Linked DNA regions of Sus scrofa: regions 2 and 3 are each linked to region 1. A link is a contact called in public HiChIP or PLAC-seq data. All regions are on one chromosome and are shown on one strand. Each heading gives the region's core, a stretch centred on a gene start, on an enhancer-like site or on the middle of the called end of the contact. The rest is flanking DNA. Distances are from core to core; before and after follow the strand shown.

What was found. HiChIP or PLAC-seq counts read pairs in DNA pulled down with a chosen protein or histone mark.
Region 2: an H3K27ac HiChIP or PLAC-seq map of skeletal muscle shows a contact between it and region 1. The contact joins the promoter of HSPA12B here to the promoter of AP5S1 in region 1. A contact is called at or near these places in 2 of 5 promoter capture datasets (both in liver), 19 of 47 Hi-C or Micro-C datasets (alveolar macrophages, blood, embryonic fibroblasts and 9 more) and 2 of 2 datasets of contacts at active chromatin or transcription factors (alveolar macrophages and skeletal muscle).
Region 3: an H3K27ac HiChIP or PLAC-seq map of alveolar macrophages shows a contact between it and region 1. The contact joins the enhancer-like site here to the promoter of AP5S1 in region 1. A contact is called at or near these places in 2 of 5 promoter capture datasets (both in liver), 14 of 47 Hi-C or Micro-C datasets (alveolar macrophages, blood, embryonic fibroblasts and 8 more) and 2 of 2 datasets of contacts at active chromatin or transcription factors (alveolar macrophages and skeletal muscle).

What each region holds. Positions count from the first base shown.
Region 1 is chr17:31,905,580-31,908,279 of Sscrofa11.1, reverse strand. It overlaps AP5S1 (AP-5 complex subunit sigma-1), which reads left to right and starts at 1,447. Exons shown (of 5, transcript XM_021077709.1): 1 at 1,447-1,680.
Region 2 is chr17:31,978,898-31,981,597 of Sscrofa11.1, reverse strand. HSPA12B (heat shock 70 kDa protein 12B) reads left to right here and starts at 1,331. Exons shown (of 13, transcript XM_021077380.1): 1 at 1,331-1,656.
Region 3 is chr17:32,005,185-32,007,884 of Sscrofa11.1, reverse strand. SIGLEC1 (sialic acid binding Ig like lectin 1) reads right to left here. Exons shown (of 21, transcript NM_214346.1): 6 at 1,483-1,782; 7 at 592-849. Among named protein-coding and RNA genes, the nearest start is that of SIGLEC1, 5.8 kb to the right of the region's middle. Within about 2 kb of position 1,319, at least 1 of the 83 cell types and tissues checked has an H3K27ac peak or open chromatin away from gene starts, as enhancers often do. A contact at or near this core is called in alveolar macrophages, where this site is marked.

The sequences.
Region 1 (2,700 bases), core at 198-2,697:
TTTTGAGCATCATCTAAATGAAATAATATTCTTTGGTATCTGGCTTTTTGCACTCAGCATAATGAATTTGAGATCCATCATGTTTCTTTTAGCAATAATTTGTTCTTGTTCATTGCTGTGTAGTATTTCATTTATATGGATATCTCCCCAAATTGAATTATTCATTCTATTTTGGCTTTTATCTTTTTTTTTCTTAAGGGCCACACCTGCAGCATATGGAAGTTCCCAAGCTAGGGGTTGAATCGAAGCTGTAGCTGGGGGCCTATGCCATAGCCACAACAACACGGGATCTGAGCCATGTCTGTGAACTACACTACTGCTCACAGCAACACTGGATCCTTAACCCACTGAGTGAGGCCAGGGATTGAATCTGCATCCTCATGGATCCTAGTCGGGTTTGTTACCGTTGAGCCACAATGGGAACCCCCTTCTGGCTTTTAAATTTTAAAAAATTAAGGTAGGAATTCCCCTTGTGGTGCAGTGGGTTAAGGATTCAGTGTTGTCACTGTAGTGGTCACTGCTGTGGTACAGTTTTGATCACTAGCCAGGGACTGCCACATGCTATGGGCGTGGCCAAAAAAAATCAAGGTATAACTTATACGCAGTAAAATTCACTCTCTTACATACATAGTTTGGTGGGTTTTGATGAATGCGGTTTGGTGTCTGCCACCACAATTAAAATATAGAACATTTTCATTCTGCCCTCCATGGATTATTTACAACTATTTCAGATTGTGTTGGGACTATGCCAGGAGTGGAACCATTAGGTTGTGGCATGTATATTTTCCACATAGTTCTCCAAAGTTGCTATACCAGCTTACCTTCTCTCACCAGCAGTGTCTGAGACTTTTGTTGCTCCATATTTTCATCAAAATTGATAAATGTTATTTCTTAACTAGAAAATGTGACTGTTTATAGCAAAGAGCTCTCGTAACTATCAAGTGGCTGAACCTACATGCTGTGATGGAGCAGAGCAGAGGTCCCAGCCCATTTTCTGACTCTCCTACACCAAAATACCTGATCTTAGTCTTAGTTTTTTTCTCAAGTTAGATTTTTTTTTTTGCTTTTTAGGGCTGCACCCTCAGCATATGGAGATTCCCAGGCTAGGGGTCCAATCAGAGCTACAGCTGCCGGCCTACACCAGAGCCACAGCAACGGAGGATCCAAGCCAGCTGAGTCTGCAACCTACACCACAGCTCAAGGCAGTGACGGATCCTTAACCCACTGATCGAGGCCGGGGATTGAACCCGCAACCTCATGGTTCCTATTGGATTCGTTTCTGCCGCACCACGATGGGAACTCCCTCAAGTCAGATTCTTAGAAAAGTTTAAGTGACTCTTGGGAGTTAACTAACTGTAAGTCACTGGCTTGAATCTGTCCAGTGACAACAGTTCACAACCATCTAGAAATTTAGATTTCTAAAAAGTCTTTAATCCCCAGAATTGAACACAGAGGCACCCTATTTTCCAGAAGCAATAAAACTGCTGGTGCAGAAATGAAGGATTGTTTATACAAGGAGGTCTATAGCCACATGGAATCTGGAAACAATCAGGAGAGGGAAGTTGAGTAATGGTGGGGGACTTGCTGTGCTGCAGCCTTGAAATTCATGCCTTGAGAGAATGTTGGATGATGTGAAGTTATTCATTCCATTGTTCAAAGAAGACGGTTATGGGACAGAAGGTAAGAAGCATTCCCACCCAACCCACACGGGAGTTTGTGTGGGTGCCAAGCAGTGCTGCTGGGACAGCCTCCGCCCCACCCGGCCCACACCAGCACGCACACCCCTGGAAGGGGCAGTGATGCAGCTGCCAGTCTCTGAGTCAGCGGGGCCTGGGGCAGCGGGAAGGGAAGAGGCCTCACGTGGCTGGGCCTGAGCTGCCTCGTGGGGCCTCCCGGCTCTCAGCCTTGCAGGAAGAGCAGCGTTTGAAAGGACGAATCACACAGTGCCTCGCCTTCCTGGAGCCCAGCCAAGACGTGGAGCCTGGGGCTCCCTGCGGGGAGGGCTCGGGGAGGGGGCGCCTCCTGGGTTGGGATTGGGCATACCTAGGATGGCGTCCATCCAGCCACGTGGGAAGGAAGCTCCCAAGGTTGGATTAGAGTGGGTAAACTAGGCTGGGGTTATGGCTTCTGGGAGCTGGGGGTGGGGGCTGGCGCAGTCTCTGGTGACTCTGAGGGGATGGGGGTGGGGGGAGCATGGAGAAGGGGGTACAAAAGGAAGGGGATGAAACAGGCTGAAATTTAAGGACCTGCACCCCTCCCTCAGCACATGCGTAACATCAGGAAAATTACTTGATCTCAGTGCCTCAACTTCCTCATCTGAAAAATGGGGATAGTGAAGCCACTCCTTCAAAGGCTATTGATTGGAGCAAATGAATTGGTGTATATAAATCACAAAGAACAGGGCCTGCTTCACATCAAGGGTTATCCAAGTCTGCTGTGGCTGTTATTACTTAGAACCAATGAGGGGATTACAAGACCACACAGGTGAAAAGGATAAACCTGAAAACATTAAAAGAAAGGAGCCAACCTGAGGGTTTGGGCCCTTTCTGCACATGGACATGCCCTTGGGTGACAGGTTACAAGGAAAAAGCCCAGTTGCTGTGTGTAGGAGACAGGAGGCCTACTGCACCAGAGTTAGCAGTTTGGAGGCTGTGGATGGGGGTTGGTGGAGACAGAGGAGGAAGCTGATTGGTGGTCCAC
Region 2 (2,700 bases), core at 82-2,581, 73 kb before region 1:
CTCTCTTTCTTTCCTTCCTTCCTTCTTTCTTTCATTCTTTCTTTTTCATTTTAGAGCCGCACCCGTGACATAAGGAAGTTCCCAGACTAGGGGCCGAATCAGAGCTACTGGCCTACACCACAGCCACAGCAATGCGGGATCCGAGCTGCATTTCTGACCTACAACACAGCTCATGGCAATGCCGGATCTCTGACCAATTGAGTGAGGCAAGGGACCGAACTCACATCCTCATGGATACCAGTCGGGTTTGTTAGCATTGAGCTACAATGAGAATTCCCCGAGCCTCAGCTTTCTCCTCTGCAGAATAGGCATAGAGAGTCCTTTCCCACCACCCAGGGGTGGGGGTGGGGGGGAGGTTGTGGCTGCATAAATGCAGGTAAGATAACCAAATAGGCACCAGCACAGCATGAGGTGCAGTCAGTGGGGGCTACTGGTGAAAAAAACACCCTCCCCTCCTGAGGCAGGCTGTGGGAACACACACCCTCCCTCTGGGATGTGTGTCTGTGTGTCTGTCTGCTTGCCTTAAGCTCTGGGGTGAAGCAAGCAGCCAGACTTGGGCAGGAGGGAGGGGAGATAGACACTCTCTCCAGGGCTCCTCAGCACCCAGATGCTTAGGTGGAGATGACGTGGCCTCAAGACAAACATCACCCTCTGCCCTAAAGCTGCCAGGTGGTCGCATGTCAGGCCCTGGGGGCAAGAGGAGCCTTGAGTTGTCCAAAGGGTTGTCCTAAAAGCCCCACCTGCGGGTGACCAGGGCTGGGGGCTCTTTGAGCAGATGTAACACCCACAACAGGTTTGCAGGGGGCCCGAGGGAGGAAGGGAGCTGCCCACCGAGCAGGGCAGGGCTGGGGGCTGACCAGGCAGAGCTCTGTTCAGAAGCAGAGAAGGCAAATTGGGCTTAAAGGGCAGCAGATGGGGGCAGGTTATGGCTGGGAAGGGGAGCCTGAGAGGTCAGCAAAGGGCGAGCCACACCTGGGACCACTTGGCTCTTCCAGCCTTGGTAATGGAGGGGCCGTGAGAGGGTGGGGGTGATGAAGTGGTGGAACCAGACGGGCACTTCTGAAAGTCCAGCTGCACAAGCAGATGAATTGGAGGGACAGGGCTGGGAGGGAGGGCTTCCCGGGAGGGGGCGGGGGAGGAGGGTTCTGAGCCAAGGCCAGAGGAGGGAGTGCGGCCTGAAGAGAGACTCCTGAGAGGACTGAGCTTGGCGCTGATGCTGATGCCCTCGCCTCCCCTACCGGGGGCGGAGTGGGGGGGAAGCAGGAAGCCAGTGAGGTCAGTGGGTGGGCCCCCGTGACACTGGAGGGGGGGTGCAAGGGCACAGAGAGGACAGCATAGGGCAGGGGCTCTGCAGGACCCTTGTCCCTGGCCACCTAGGCTCAAATCTTCTGATGGCAGTTGAATCCAACCTCCCAGGGAGGGAGGATTAGGATTCCCTGGGATTGTTCGCTGTCCTTCTCTTGTGTCTGACTGGAAGCTGCCCAAGGGTGGGGCTGTGACGCCTGTGTCAGACAGAGGAGGCCTAGAATTGGGGGGAGGGGGGACAGAGGGCTGCTAAACAGAAGGGTGCCGGGGCTGGGAACCCCCCCGGGCTGGGGACCCCCTCACCCTCGAGTCTTCACTCCTGCTCAAGCCTGCTGCCTGGAGGTCTCAGAGGTGAGCCAGTTTGTGGAGCTGGGGGTGGGGGTGGGTGCAGGAACTCCTGGGGTGGAGGAAAAAGAAAACAGAGCGCTGGTTGTGTTTGATGGGCTGGATCCTTAGCCCCTTCCCCCCACGCTAATGCACAGCCACACTTCAACCCTCTGGCTTTGCTCAGCCTCTGGAATGAGAAGAAAGCCTGCCAGCCCCTATCACACACTTGTCATATACTCACAAACAGACAAATATGACAGACACGCCCACACACAAAGACACATGACACACATATAAAATACATAAGGGAGTTCCCGTTGTGGTGCAGCAGAAACAAATCCGACTAGGAACTGTGACGTTGTGGGTTCGATCCCCAGCCTCGCTCAGTGGGTTAAGGATCCGGCGTTGCTGTGAGCTGTGGTGTAGGTCACAGGTGCAGCTCGGATCTGGCGTGGCTGTGGCTGTGGTGTAGGCCGGAGGCTACAGCTCCGATTAGACCCCTCACCTGGGAATCTCCATGTGCCGCGGTGCTGCCCTCAAAAGACAAAAGACAAAAAAATTTTTTTAATAAAATAAAAAATAAAATACATACAGTCACAGTCACACAGACAGCCCCAAAGTTATACTTACATATGGACACAGATATACATATCTATACAGTCATAGACACACAATGACACACTCACATATATACACACAAACACACCAATACACACACCCATTTGGAGCAGCCATGGAGGCTGCTGATTGGACACCTTGCTGGCACATTAGCAGGGGCTGACATCTGAAAAAATGTTTTTAATTTCTTTTTAGGGCCACACCCATGACATATGGAAGTTCCCAGGCTAGGAGTCTAATCGCCCTTGCCAGCTGCCGGCCTACACCACAGCCACAACAACATCAGATCCCAGCCACATCTGCAACCTAAGCCATAGCTTAGAGCAACACGGGATCCTTAACCTATTTAGTGAGGCCGGGGATCAAACCCTCATCCTCGTGGATACGAGTCAGGTTCTTAACCCGCTGAGCTACAACGGGAACTCCACCAAAACTGTTTAATGCAGCAAA
Region 3 (2,700 bases), core at 70-2,569, 100 kb before region 1:
GTCTGTGCCTGTGAGGCTGCAGCTTATGGGGTGTGGGCATAAATATAGGAGTATGATGTCCCAGGCCCAGCTTAGGAGGACAAAGCTTGGACCTGGTGCCCATGATGGGCTTGAGGCTAGAGGCAGGGCCCTGATGGGACTGGGATGGGGAAATGGGATGCAGAGAGGAAGAGAAAGCCTCTTGTTCTCCAAATTTCAGCTCTGGGAGTTCCCACCATGGCACAGTGGAAATAAATCCGACTAGGAACCACGAGGTTGTGTGTTCAACCCGTGGCCTCACTCAGTGGGTTAAGAATCCGGCGTTGCCATGAGCTGTGGTATAAGTCAAAGACGTGGCTAGGATCTGGTGTGGCTGTGGTGTAGACCGGCGGCAGCATCTCCAATTTACCCCTAGCCTGGGAACCTCCACATGCCTCGGGTGTAGCCCTCAAAAAAAAGCAAAACAAAACAAAACAAAACAAATTTCAGCTCTGGGTGGCCTGGGCTGCCTTCCTTATCAAGACTCCCAGACAGGGCAGAGTCAGGAGGGCCTGGAGGAGGTGGGAGCTGACCCTCCCCCTAGCAGGCACGGCTGGCAGGCCGGCTACTCACAGAGCACGGTGAGAACAGCAGGTGAGGAGGGCCCACTGGCGCTGTGGCTGCTCTGGGCCCGGCAGTGGTATGAGCCGGCATCTGTGCTGGAGGCTGCTGGGAGCAGGAGGCTGCTGCTGGGCCCCTCGAGAAGCAGGGCCCCGTTCCGGTACCAGGAAAAACGGGTGTCAGGCATCAGGCTCAGGCTGCTCCTGCAGCTCAGTGTCACCGCCTGCCCTTCCACCACCTCTGCTGCTGGGCTGATGAGGAGGCGGGCTGCTGGCAGGAGAGGGAGAGAGGGAGGCTCAGCTCCCCCACACATCCGCGGTTCCATGCCCCCCACTGCAGGAAGCCCGCCAGGGTTCCCCTCTCCCCATACAATTGTAGGGAGGTCTGAGCTTCATTACATCAGCTCTGCGAATCTCTCAATGATCAGGAGAGTTTGGCTTTGAATGCCCATTTGGATCTAATTGGTCGTAGCTGGCTGCAGCATGATTGAGAAGGATTCTGAGCCCAATCCCAGGCTTATGTTAAAAACCTGGCTTGATTGATTAGCTCTGCCTGTCTCAGAAGGAGGGAAGAGCAGCATATGCACCAAGAACTAGAAGACCCCAGCACAGAGTCTGCCCCCAAATGTTCAATAATTTAAAGACAAATAAATGCATATCGAGGAACCCTCCAAGTTCAGAGTCAGAATGGGTAAAAAAGGAATAATGCAATCGACCATGTTCCCCTTTTTGCCTTGACTTCTAGGAACCTCTGAGCCTGGGATGACGGTACAGCTCAGATTTTTGATATTCCTTTTTTCTAGACAGCTAGTTCAGGCCCTTGGTTGAGGTCTCTGGACTCCCAGGAGGAGGGGGCAGAACAAACCTGAGGCTCCCTCCACTAGCCCTGCTGTGGCCGTCTTACCATTGGCATGGAAGTCCAGGGTGGAGGACGCATTCCCAAGAGAACTGCTGGCTGAGCACATGTATTCCCCACTGTCTGTTGGCCCCAGGTCTTGAATCTCCAGGCGCAGGGAGTTGGGGGCAGAGGCGACACTGAAGCGTGGGCTGTGGTCACCCTCCCCGGAGGTAGAGGCCAAGATGAGGCCCCCGTGTGACAACACCAGAGTAGCTGGGGGCTCGCTGACCACAGAGCATTGGAGGATGCCCACCAGCCCCGCCTGTGTCTCCAGGAAGGCAGTTAGGTCCGGGGTGAGGGGTGGGTCTGCGTGGGGATGAAGGAAGGCCTGTCACTCTCAACAGGGGCACTCCTGGATCTCCCTTTATAGCCTATGACCCCTGCACCCATTTTTGTCCCATAATGCCCTGGGAAAGGGGGCACCCCAATGGCTCCTGAGTGCCTGTCCCTGAACTGGGTAAATTGCCCTGCCATCCTACTCAATCCTTGTGGCAACCCTGAGAATGGGGCTCCAGGGACCCATTTTAAAGACGGGAAAACTAGAGTTCCTGTCGTGGCTCAGCAGAAACGAATCTGACTAGTACCCATGAGGACACAGGTTCAGTTCCTGGCCTTGCTCAGTGGGTTAAGGATCTGGTGTTGCTGTGAGCTGTGGTGTAGGCTGCAGATCCAACTCGGATCTGGCATTGCTGTGGCTGTGGCATAGGCCAGTGGCTATAGCTCTAATTCGACCCCTAGCCTGGGAACCTCCATATGCCGCAGGTGCGGCCCTAAAAACATAAAATGAAATAAAAATAAAGACGGGAAATCTAACAAAGAAACCAGCCAGCGGCCAGCACTGCAGCAAATGATCAAAGTGAATGCTCCCAGCAATGGGACAAACAGACCCCACGTGCCTCCTGTTGTGATGCAGGGGGAGACAGACACAGCATCACAGCCACGATGTCCCTGCTCACGTGCATAGCCTCAGTCTGCCCCACTCAGATCAACGCACACTGAGGACAGCACAGAGCAACAGGCCTGTGATCTTTGGGATTCAATGTCAAGGAAAACAAGGAGAGACTTAGGAGCTGTCCCAGACTGAGGGAGGATAAAGACACTCGACAACTGAATGCAAGGCAGGATCCCAGACCAAATCCTGGAGCAGAAAAATAATTGCCATAAAGGACATTGTTGGGCCACCTGGTAAAATTTAAATGTGGGTTGTGGATTGGATAAGAGTCT